Linked DNA regions of Sus scrofa: region 2 is linked to region 1. A link is a contact called in public HiChIP or PLAC-seq data. All regions are on one chromosome and are shown on one strand. Each heading gives the region's core, a stretch centred on a gene start, on an enhancer-like site or on the middle of the called end of the contact. The rest is flanking DNA. Distances are from core to core; before and after follow the strand shown.

What was found. HiChIP or PLAC-seq counts read pairs in DNA pulled down with a chosen protein or histone mark.
Region 2: an H3K27ac HiChIP or PLAC-seq map of skeletal muscle shows a contact between it and region 1. The contact joins two enhancer-like sites. A contact is called at or near these places in 1 of 47 Hi-C or Micro-C datasets (heart right ventricle) and 1 of 2 datasets of contacts at active chromatin or transcription factors (skeletal muscle).

The regions. Positions count from the first base shown.
Region 1 is chr6:150,796,961-150,801,735 of Sscrofa11.1, forward strand. No RefSeq gene overlaps it. Among named protein-coding and RNA genes, the nearest start is that of TM2D1, 180 kb to the left of the region's middle. Within about 2 kb of position 3,146, at least 8 of the 83 cell types and tissues checked have an H3K27ac peak or open chromatin away from gene starts, as enhancers often do. A contact at or near this core is called in skeletal muscle, where this site is marked.
Region 2 is chr6:151,243,486-151,248,455 of Sscrofa11.1, forward strand. LOC106507659 (a long non-coding RNA gene) reads left to right here. Exons shown (of 2, transcript XR_002345466.1): 1 at 1-2,060. Among named protein-coding and RNA genes, the nearest start is that of NFIA, 16 kb to the left of the region's middle. Within about 2 kb of position 1,791, at least 31 of the 83 cell types and tissues checked have an H3K27ac peak or open chromatin away from gene starts, as enhancers often do. A contact at or near this core is called in skeletal muscle, where this site is marked.

The sequences.
Region 1 (4,775 bases), core at 1,896-4,395:
CAACAGCAGGCTTTGTCACAGGTATACATACGCCTAATTTCGAGAGACTGGATAGGGGCTACTCTTTGCATTTGGGTGGGAATGTAGACAGAGCTTGGACATTCAGGTTGGGGTGTGTAGGCATGGGCACAAGAATCCTCACAGTGCAGGACTGGATAGGAGATAGGAAAAGGTGGGGGGGTTAGCCTGATTCAGGGGCCCTTATCTGGACTCACTCCCAGACCCTATTATGTTGGAACACATCAGCCATGATGGAACAAGGTCCAAAATCAGAATAAGCATCAACCCTACTGTATTTTCCCAATATAGAGTTCTTCTTTCTCAGAAATCCCGAAACAGTGCTATCTAATGTCTATTACATATTAGGCTCTTTTTAATGCATTTAACATGCATTATCTTATTAATTTCTTACATATGATGGGTGTTGTTATCACCCCAACTTCCATAATGAGAACAATGAAACTCGCAGAGGCTAAGACAATAGTTGAGTCAGAATTTGGTAACAGGATAATCTGACAAAATCCCACTGAGCCATACTAACTCCCTAGGAATGCCCGGCTCATAGATAAGATTATATGAGCAAGTAACAGGCCTCTTTTTAGCTTCTAACAATTCTGAGAGGGACACAAAAAGAAAAAAAAAATGTATATCTTCCAACAGAATAGTGGACCAAGTTCCTTTCATTGGAACAAGACTGGATAGCACAGAATGTGCATAAGTATTGTAATATGAATCACATTTGCCGAGGACATTTTCATTTTTCTCTGCAGCCTGAAGCAATGGGTTGTCAGTTATTCTTTCTAAGATTAATCTTTCTGCATCAGAGATATGGAGATTAAGGGTTCAGGGCAAGATGACTTATGCACACATGAATATGATTTTCTATATGTTGCTAAAAATTTGGTTCACAAAGCATTCCTTCCCTCTGAAATCTCAGTGCCATGGTTACTTGAAACTTATTGATGTGCCTAGGGGTGGTTTTCTCAAGGCTGCCAACAGGGCCTCCACAATTCCCAGCCCAAACTGGTTTTAGAACAGTTGACTCAAGTCTAGCATGGATTCAATTAAAAACGATTTATAATAAATGAATATTTGTGAGCAAGTCCATTATTAACTGGTACCCCCATTCTACAGATGGGGAAATGAAGTCTCAAAGAAGTTGTGTAAATTGTCCACACTGGTTGGTAAGGATCAGAAATCGTATCAGTCCCCTGATGCCACTTTGCTTGTTGGAGTCTGGCGTTTTTACAGGTACAAGGCACTGACGTTTCCACAATTTGTGACTTTTGTTTTAACCTAGAGAGTTGTATAGGGGTGGAGCCATTGGCAGGTGCTTCCCCAGCTTCCATTTCCCCATTTCTCCCCAAAACAGCACCCAGATCTTCGTGTGAAAGGCAGCTCCTTCCTGGGCTGAGTGCCCCCTCATCCCCAGAGGAGTCTCTGATTGGCCTAAGTTGTTCAGCTCAGCCCACTCCGGGTCCTCAGGATCCGTCAGGAGGGACATGGGATCCAGTTTGCCTGGTGAACCGTGAGGAGACAGCTGCTGAGACTTCCAGGAGAGAAGTTTCCCCTTTCTTCAATCATGACAACTGCAAGAGACCAGTCTTCCTCCTTTGAAGCACATAATATACAAGGGGGAGGCCAGAAAACACCGCCGTCATTCTTGCTACCTGAAAGGGAGGGAGAGGGAGAGGGAGAGGGGAGCCGAGGCCAAGAGGAGGCAGAGTAGCAGATAAATCGACACAAAGCCGTGAGAGCATCCAGATTGTCCCACCCCTGACGTGTCATCTTGGCTTCTTTTGGATTGAGCTGATACGAAGGGACCGTCTTCACTTTGCATATGAGAAACTGAGGCTCAGAGAGGTTGACTGGTTTCTCAGAAAGAGCCGTGTCTAGAACTGAAGCACGTACTCCTTTACGTCAAGTCTAGGGCTTCTTCAGTGTTTTAAAAGATGAGTTCCCCAACCTTAGGTAAGCAGTACCTTTTCCTCTTTACCCAGGAAAAATAAGCAGGCACCCACCCCTTACAAGATTTATGGAGAAAAGGCCAGAAGAAATGGAAAAGAACAATACAGCCATTGTAACAGAAAGGTCTGTATCAAAGCCAGGAGAACCAACAGAACTGGAAATACCCAATCTTGGGCATTCAGAACACGTTTATTAAAAATGTTGATTGATTTATTAGAAAGCAGGGAGGCCATTTTTAGTTTTTATAATTAGTAGAGACCGCAAAAGAGTCCCATTAAGATGCAAAGATCTGTGGAACAAATAAGAAATGTAATAAAAAGTAAATTAAAGCATAAAACATTAACTCTGAAATAGAAGGTAGACATCATTTCATTCTACTTGCCACTAACGGGGACATTCTTTTACTGCCTTCCTAACAGATGGCCATCCTGTCTCTGTTTGAATACCTCCAACGATGGAGAGCTCACTGTCTCGTAAGGCAAGCAGTTTGGTTTTAAATTACACTATAACCTGATTTAATAAATGAAAAATTAAAAATACAGAAGAGCAAACCCAGTAGAGTCGCATGATATCTTATAGTCTTTTAACTTACTTATAGTATTTTAATTTTCATTTTTCTTCACAGTATTTCCTATTGTCTTATACATCTTCCCCTGATTTGGCAAACAGCTTTGTATATTCTATGTTTTCTATCTTGGAAGAGAGATGGCCAAGAAGAAAACAAAAGAGAGTCAGGGTCTAAGTCATAGATTTAGGGATTTAGAATATAAAGCCAGACTATCCCATCTTCAGAACAAAACAGTATCAGCAACCACAAAAAGATTCACCAGACTGGAGAAGGTAAAAAGAAATTCACAGAAGAAACACAGAGAGCACGTACATAGTGAGATGCCTGCATCCCACCCCTGGAACCTTAGGTCGAGCGCCAAGTGAGAGGAGACAGCAGAAATTCCAGGCAGACTTGAGGAAGACAAGAGCCCTCTCTCTTTTTCTACCCTAGAGTAGAAACAGCCAAGTAAGCTGTCTACGGAAACAGCCTTGTCATGGCCCATACTTTCCCATAGCACAGCACAGTAGGGATGGAGGGAAGTTTCCAGAGCACAGAGAAAGATGGGGCCAGAGCTCTTGCTGGTGGGTGGATGTGGAATCCACGGTGACCTGCACCGGCTCATGATGTAAGACCACGTAGAAGTGGCCAACACCTCGGTGAGCCAATGGAGGTGACTAATGACTCTGCCTACCCCTCTGCCAGCACTATGAGCTATAAACTTCCCCAGAAAGCGGCGGGGGGCGGGGGGGGCGCAACATTTTTTTTGGCTTCCCATAACCAAACCCCTTTCTGGGATTTTGATGGAAGCCCGACGGAGAAGTGTTCCCTCCTTCTGCTACCCTTCTCCCCTGCTGGAGTGAGGCATGTGACCTGTGATCACTCACTGAAGGTTTCTATCCGGAGGATTGATTCTTGAGCCAGAGGAATGACGAGACTGGCTCTCTTTGTTACTGGCTGTGGCCACATCCTGGCCAGTGTTTCCTGCTGCCTGGCCTTGCTGGGTTCCTGATAATTGTCCAAACCCGTGAGCTATCCAGTACCTTCCAGCAAATTCTTCTTTTATGAAAATTAGTCCGACTCTGTTTCTGTTCTTTACATTTTCCCAGTACAGAGATTTGTACCAAGGAGTATGCTGCAGGCTCTTCAGATGGGAAAGGCTTTAAGGTAGAAATCTGGGATGGATTATATTGCCTTAGGGGGGTGTCGATGACAACAATCATCTTTTTTAGGATTCAGAGATAGGAATTTGGAAGCCCCTGGTTCATGGCAGCTGAACATCTTAAGGGGATCTGTAGTCATTTGCACGAAGGGCTCAAGAAGAGCAAGGCTTTGAGACCACTATTCTGGGACACTGTACAAGACCGGAGGAGTTCAAGGACTGTAGGAAAATGTGGCTGCTTCCACTGGCCTTGGTTAGTTTACCAAAAGGGAACAAGTTTAAACCCCTCGGATGCTCCATTTAAAACATATATTAACACCGAGGAACTTACCATGGCAGTGCTAAATGAGAGACTGGAAAACAAATTCAAAGTAAGATCTGAGGTTTGTAGAATTCCATCAGTGGACTTCTCAGCTTTGAGACATCTCTCCAGAGAAACTTAAAGCACAGATAGGCTGAGACTTGGAATGAGGGTATAGGAACAGGAAGGACTCAGACAACTCACAGACGCTGCCCCGTCAGCCACGGTGGCCCTTCTCCTTTACTGATGACTCTTTGTTTTTTGCTCAAAGATGCTATTAACTCCCTTACTCGAAAGAGTTACACTGATAGTAGAGGTATTTATATATATAATATATTAATATATACTATATATATATATTTTTTTTGCCATGCCCACAGCATAAGGGAGTTCCAGGGCCAGTGACTGAATAGCAATGACCCACGCCACAGCAGTGACAACACCAGATCCTTGAGCCGACGAGCCACACGGGACCTCCAAAGAAGTCTGTTTTTATGATCTGCATTACAGCAATTCTCCTTTGTCTTTAGGGTCAGAGCTAGAATACCCATGGGGAGGTGGGCAGTAAAAAAGTCAAACCTGCAAGTAGAGGGCATATAACAAGAAACTTGCAAAACTTTGCTAATTTACACCTTCAAAGATCTGGGGAATCTGTGTGGCAATGAATTCTGCAGGCTCTTGACTAAGGACAAAAGAACATAATTTTAGACCACATTGAAGTCGTTGACATGGATGCACTGAGCAGAGCCTCCAGATTTTGTTGCAAATTCGAACAGCTGGGAGTAGACACCGTTGTT
Region 2 (4,970 bases), core at 541-3,040, 450 kb after region 1:
GCCTTGAACAGGAGTATTCTTCCATGTCATGAACAATTCAGGCAGGCTTTATCAGGTAAAGCCAAGTCATCAGCTCCTTCCACTCAGCTCCTGGGACCTCCAGGTTGGGACTGCAGATAAAGATGGGGACTGCAGATCCCTAAACCGGAGAGCTGAATCAAGCTCACTTTCTTCAGGGCAGCTGCTCAAGAGCAATCTGCTCGCACTTAAACCCTTTAAAGCTACAAACAAACTCTGGGAAAGTTACATCACCGTAAACAAAAACACAGTTGCTTAAATTATTATTATGCAACACTGTGTCATTACTCACACATCGATACTGCAATTATCTTCCCAATTTGGCAAATACCACCATAGCTTGGTAGGCAGCTTGGGGAGAAGTAAAAGTCTGGGATAAATATGTCAATGCCAGATTCACCAATGCGAAAGGTTTCCTACCCTCTTGAAAGACACTCAGGTTTTATCATGCAAACAAAGTGAGAATCCAAAGCTGTCTCCCAAGTCTTTGGAATACCACATTTTAAATGTCAATGATTAGTAAGATCCATATGCTCGGCTAGAGAGAAGAGCAATACAATCAGGCACACGTGAAAGTGAAATTCTGGATGTGCTTTTTAAAAACTCGCAGGCATCAATACACATTTGGTAACTAATTTGTTAATCAGCCTACCCCTTCCCCCGCCAGAGGTGTGTGCACCCACTGGGTTGTGTCTGCCCCAGGTCATCTCCAGTAAGGAGAATGCCCCCACCCCACGCCTGCTGCTGTTCACCGCTGCAACGCTGGGTGTTTAAAAAGACAAATCAAATGTCCCGGACCCATTTTTAGCAAAAGGATTTGGAAACCAGATGAAAAGGACCAGTTTGTAAAAAGAAGGGGAAAAACTGGTAACTACTTGTCCTAAGAAAAGAGCAAGACTGAGGGCAAATGACCGACACAAGTGCCTATGACCATTTTTCTCCTTGGGCTGTAGCAGAGCTGACAGTAGAAGGTTGGGGGTGAGGGGTGCGGGAGAGATACAGGGAAGAAAAAGGGTTTCAAGCACCGTCTCCCGGTTCGCAAAGGTCTGGCCTCCTCAGTGCTCAGGAAGAGGTGGTAGCCATTTTCTTTCTTTTCCTTTTTGTTTAACGTAAAAGGAAAATAAACCAGAAAAGGTATATCTCCCTGCACCAACAGCTCAGCTCCTCTCTCAAAAGGAAAAAAAAAAAAAAAAAAAAAAAAAAAAAAAAAGTATTTTAACAATCTCAGGTACAAAACCCAATCCACATGCTTCCAATGAGGCTTCTGGAGTCAACTGGATTCGATTTGGTGACCGCACTGATGGAGACGTGATCTTGAAAAATCAATCCGTGCTCGCGCCCCCACTCCGCCTCCGCCGCCGCCGCCGCCGCAGTGGCCACAAAATTAGCGGCTCCGAGGACGTTTTTGCCGCAGTGCACGTCCGCAGTAACCGCCGAGCACTCGGGTGAATAATGCCAGTACAGTGCGCAGACGATCGGGCTGATTTATCACGTAAAATAATTCACTGCTTCAGTCTGGCTCTTGGTCCTGTCACTTTAAATCACAAACGCGCGTCTACACAGTTCTATAGGCGCCCACACATGCATGGTACACGTGTGTGCGTGTGTGTGTGTGCACGCTGCGCGCAGGGCCAAGTGGAATGATTCCAGATTGCTTCACGTATAGGAAAGGGAAAAAAAGAGCAAAAGAGCTCGTCACCCCAAACGCTAACCCCACCTTTTGCAGCATGGACAAGTGGCTTGTAATGCAGCTTGGAGCAGAATAAAGTCTGAACAAAACTAGACTGTGAGACTAGCACGTCCCAGAGTGAAAGTGAGTGACGTTAACGCAGACTCGGTAAAGACTCGGATCACTTGCAGGCAAAACTAATCCACCCCCCCCTTTTTTTTAATAAAAGAAAGAAAAGAAAATCATTAATTAGGTTCAGATCTAAAATGCTGCTTTGAAAACGCACGCACATGTTGAAGACTCTGGGACTGTAATTTCTTGGGTAAACATCTGGTGAAGACATTCCAGGAACACATCTGAAAGGAAGAAAGGCGTAAGACAGCCCCTTCTTTATATATCTTGGGTCAAAAAAAGGGTTGTTTAAACTATTTTTTTTTTTTAAGTGTACTCTCAGTCTAAATACGTTTATGAACTCTAAGGGTGAATTTGGGTTGGGAGGGCTGAGCTGAGAGTGGAGTCCTGGGTCCCAGGCTCATCTGTAATCTTGGGCAGGTTTCATTCTATGGCTTTCTTTTCTCATCCATAAAATTGCAGAGGGTCAATGATTTTCTCTCTCTTTCTTTCAGTCTGTCTGTCTGTCTGTCTTTCACACACACACCATGACTCTATCTAGGAGGGAATGACGATGGGGCTTGGGGAAGAGATTTTAATGTAGAGAGAAAAAGAGGTCACATTCTTCAGGTGGCATCTGTTTAAACTGATGGTAATGAAAGTGATGAGTCCGGTATGCTGGAGTCCTTAACAATAAAGATTGTGTCTATATTAAATGCTGCTATTGTCCCAGCTCTGAAGTATATATAGCATATGATAATTACTCCTTGAGAATGATAATGTAATCTTGTAATTATATTGGGGGTGGGTAGAGACTATTTTCAAGGACCAGCCAAAAGGATTTTGGGATTGAAACGATTTTCAGTATTGTTTAAAATGTTTGTGAAATGCATTAAATTACTTAGATAATTCAGAGAATATGAGGTTTTTTAAGTGGGTAAGAGTTCTCCTGTGCCAGACTCACTGTTAAGATTGACCAAATTAATGGGATTCATTACTCCTTGTCTACTTTTTCAGAAAACATTTCCAAGCAGGGTTATAGTCAGAGACCACTGTTTGACACTTCTCTTAACTGTGCAGTAAATGGTCAGGAGTATGGGTGCCAGAACCAAACTACTAGCTGGTTTTGATATGCACTAGCTGAGTAACTATAGAAAAACTATTTAATTTAGTTCTGCCTCAGTTTCCCACATTTATATAAGGAAGATTACAATTGCAACTCATTCGCAGGGCTGTTGTCAGAACAAATGAGTTATCATATTAAAGTGCTTGGAGCAGAGCATGGCACATGTAACAAACAGCTCAATAAATGTTAGAGGTTATTATTACTCCAGTGAAAACACGGGGAGAGCAATGTCACATATAATAGAGGGATCTTTGAACTGCTCCTGGATTTCGACTAACGCCTCTGAGCACTTTATTTTATCTGGCTTTTATGATGTCGGCTTAAAGCAAGGAGCTCCAGCAGTCTTTATTATTATTAAGAATAGGCCAGAACATCCTCTACCAAAACTCCATTCCCATACATACATTCAATAGTTATGAAATTGGAGAATTCTCCACTTGATCGGATCAATGCACATGTGTAATACTGGCTCTATATGTTGAGTACATACTTTTTATGTGTGTGTTAACTATTCGGGTGGGAGGAAGCCAAGGTTTTCTTTGGAGAGAAATTTCCAAGGCATCAGTTAGTTCCTGCCTGTTCCTGTTGTGATACTTTCTTTCCTACACAATTTGTTACCTCAGGCCTAGTCTCTGTCATTGAATTATGGAGTCAAAATGATCACAAATCTCTGGCATGCTCCCTTTGTGTCATTATCAGTTTAAAGAGGAAAAGTGACATCCTGACTTTCTCTCCTCTCTTAACGACCCCCAGACTGCAGACTTGAACCAGGCTTTAGGCAGGGTCACAGGCACGGAATGCTCAAGGGAGCAATCCTGCTTGTGTTTGCAATTTGGGATTGAAGGCAAGCTGCAGTAAAGCTTTATAGAGGAAGTAGAGATTAGGTGTTTCCAGAACAAGGTGGGCGCTGGCAGGCTTAGGTCACTACTTGTTGGAAACTTAGGTCCCCCTTCTTTTCTCCTGTGGCACCTGAAGCCCCAGGTGCACTAACTATTCTACCAGGAGTCAGTGAAGAGACTGCTCCAAATAGGACTGGCAGACCTGGGGTGCCAGGGGTGACATCCAACCCTTAGTTGAGGGCGGGGTGGGGACTTGCAGGCTCGGGGTTAAGTTCTCCATCAGCCAATGTCTTGCTGAAAGCGCAGGAAAAAAAGTTCAGCGTTCCAAGCACTAGCGTGAGCTCTCGACTCCACTTTGTCAATCTGATTAACACAATCTCCTAAACAAATAAGTCAATAGAAGAGGGTGCATAGCCTTTCACACCACCTGCTTGCCTTCTTCTTTTCCCTTGTGGGGATTGCCACCCTCTCCATCACCCATCACAAGCGCACACCCCTTCTAAAAGAGGCGCTCGAAGATGCTGAAAGGAAACCCAAGGTACCTGTATACTTTTACAAATTTCTGGAGCCCAAGGTGGGAACGCTGGTGAGTTTCTTTCCTCCCCCCTCCCTCCCCTCTCCGGCCCCGCAGCAACTTGGCACCCAGAAGCGGTGGGCGCTTGTCCTCGCAGAGCTTTCGGAGACGTCCGAGGAGTCCGCTAGAAGACTTCACTGATCATGGTGCGCAGTAGCCAGCGGACTTTCCCAGCTGCAGAGGTCCTGGGGCAATTTGAGAGCATGTACATAAATTCGGCTCTACCCTCCGTCTACGACAGGTCCCGGATCCCCCACTCCAGGCCCTGAGAAGGCTTCGGGCGACGGCAGGTGGACGGATCCAGCAAGCGGGAGGCGCAAGAACTGCCCAACAAGGTCACGACCGCGAGGCTGCAGACCCGGGCTGCGGCGCGCGCGGGACCGGGCGCCGCCCTCTGGCCCCGGAGCTGACCCAGCCGCCGAGCCGGTCTTCGCCACTGGCCTGGCACGACCCGAGGGGAATGAAGGGGCGACCCCGCAGAAACAACCCTTGCTTTAAAGGTGGAAGCTGAAACCTGCGGGGCTCCCTGGCAAGCTGTCCTGGAAGATCAGCCGCACGGTACTACTGAACTTGAGAAGGGGCTCTCAGCTCTGCCCACCCCTCTTCCTGTGGCGACCTGCGGGAGACTTTTAT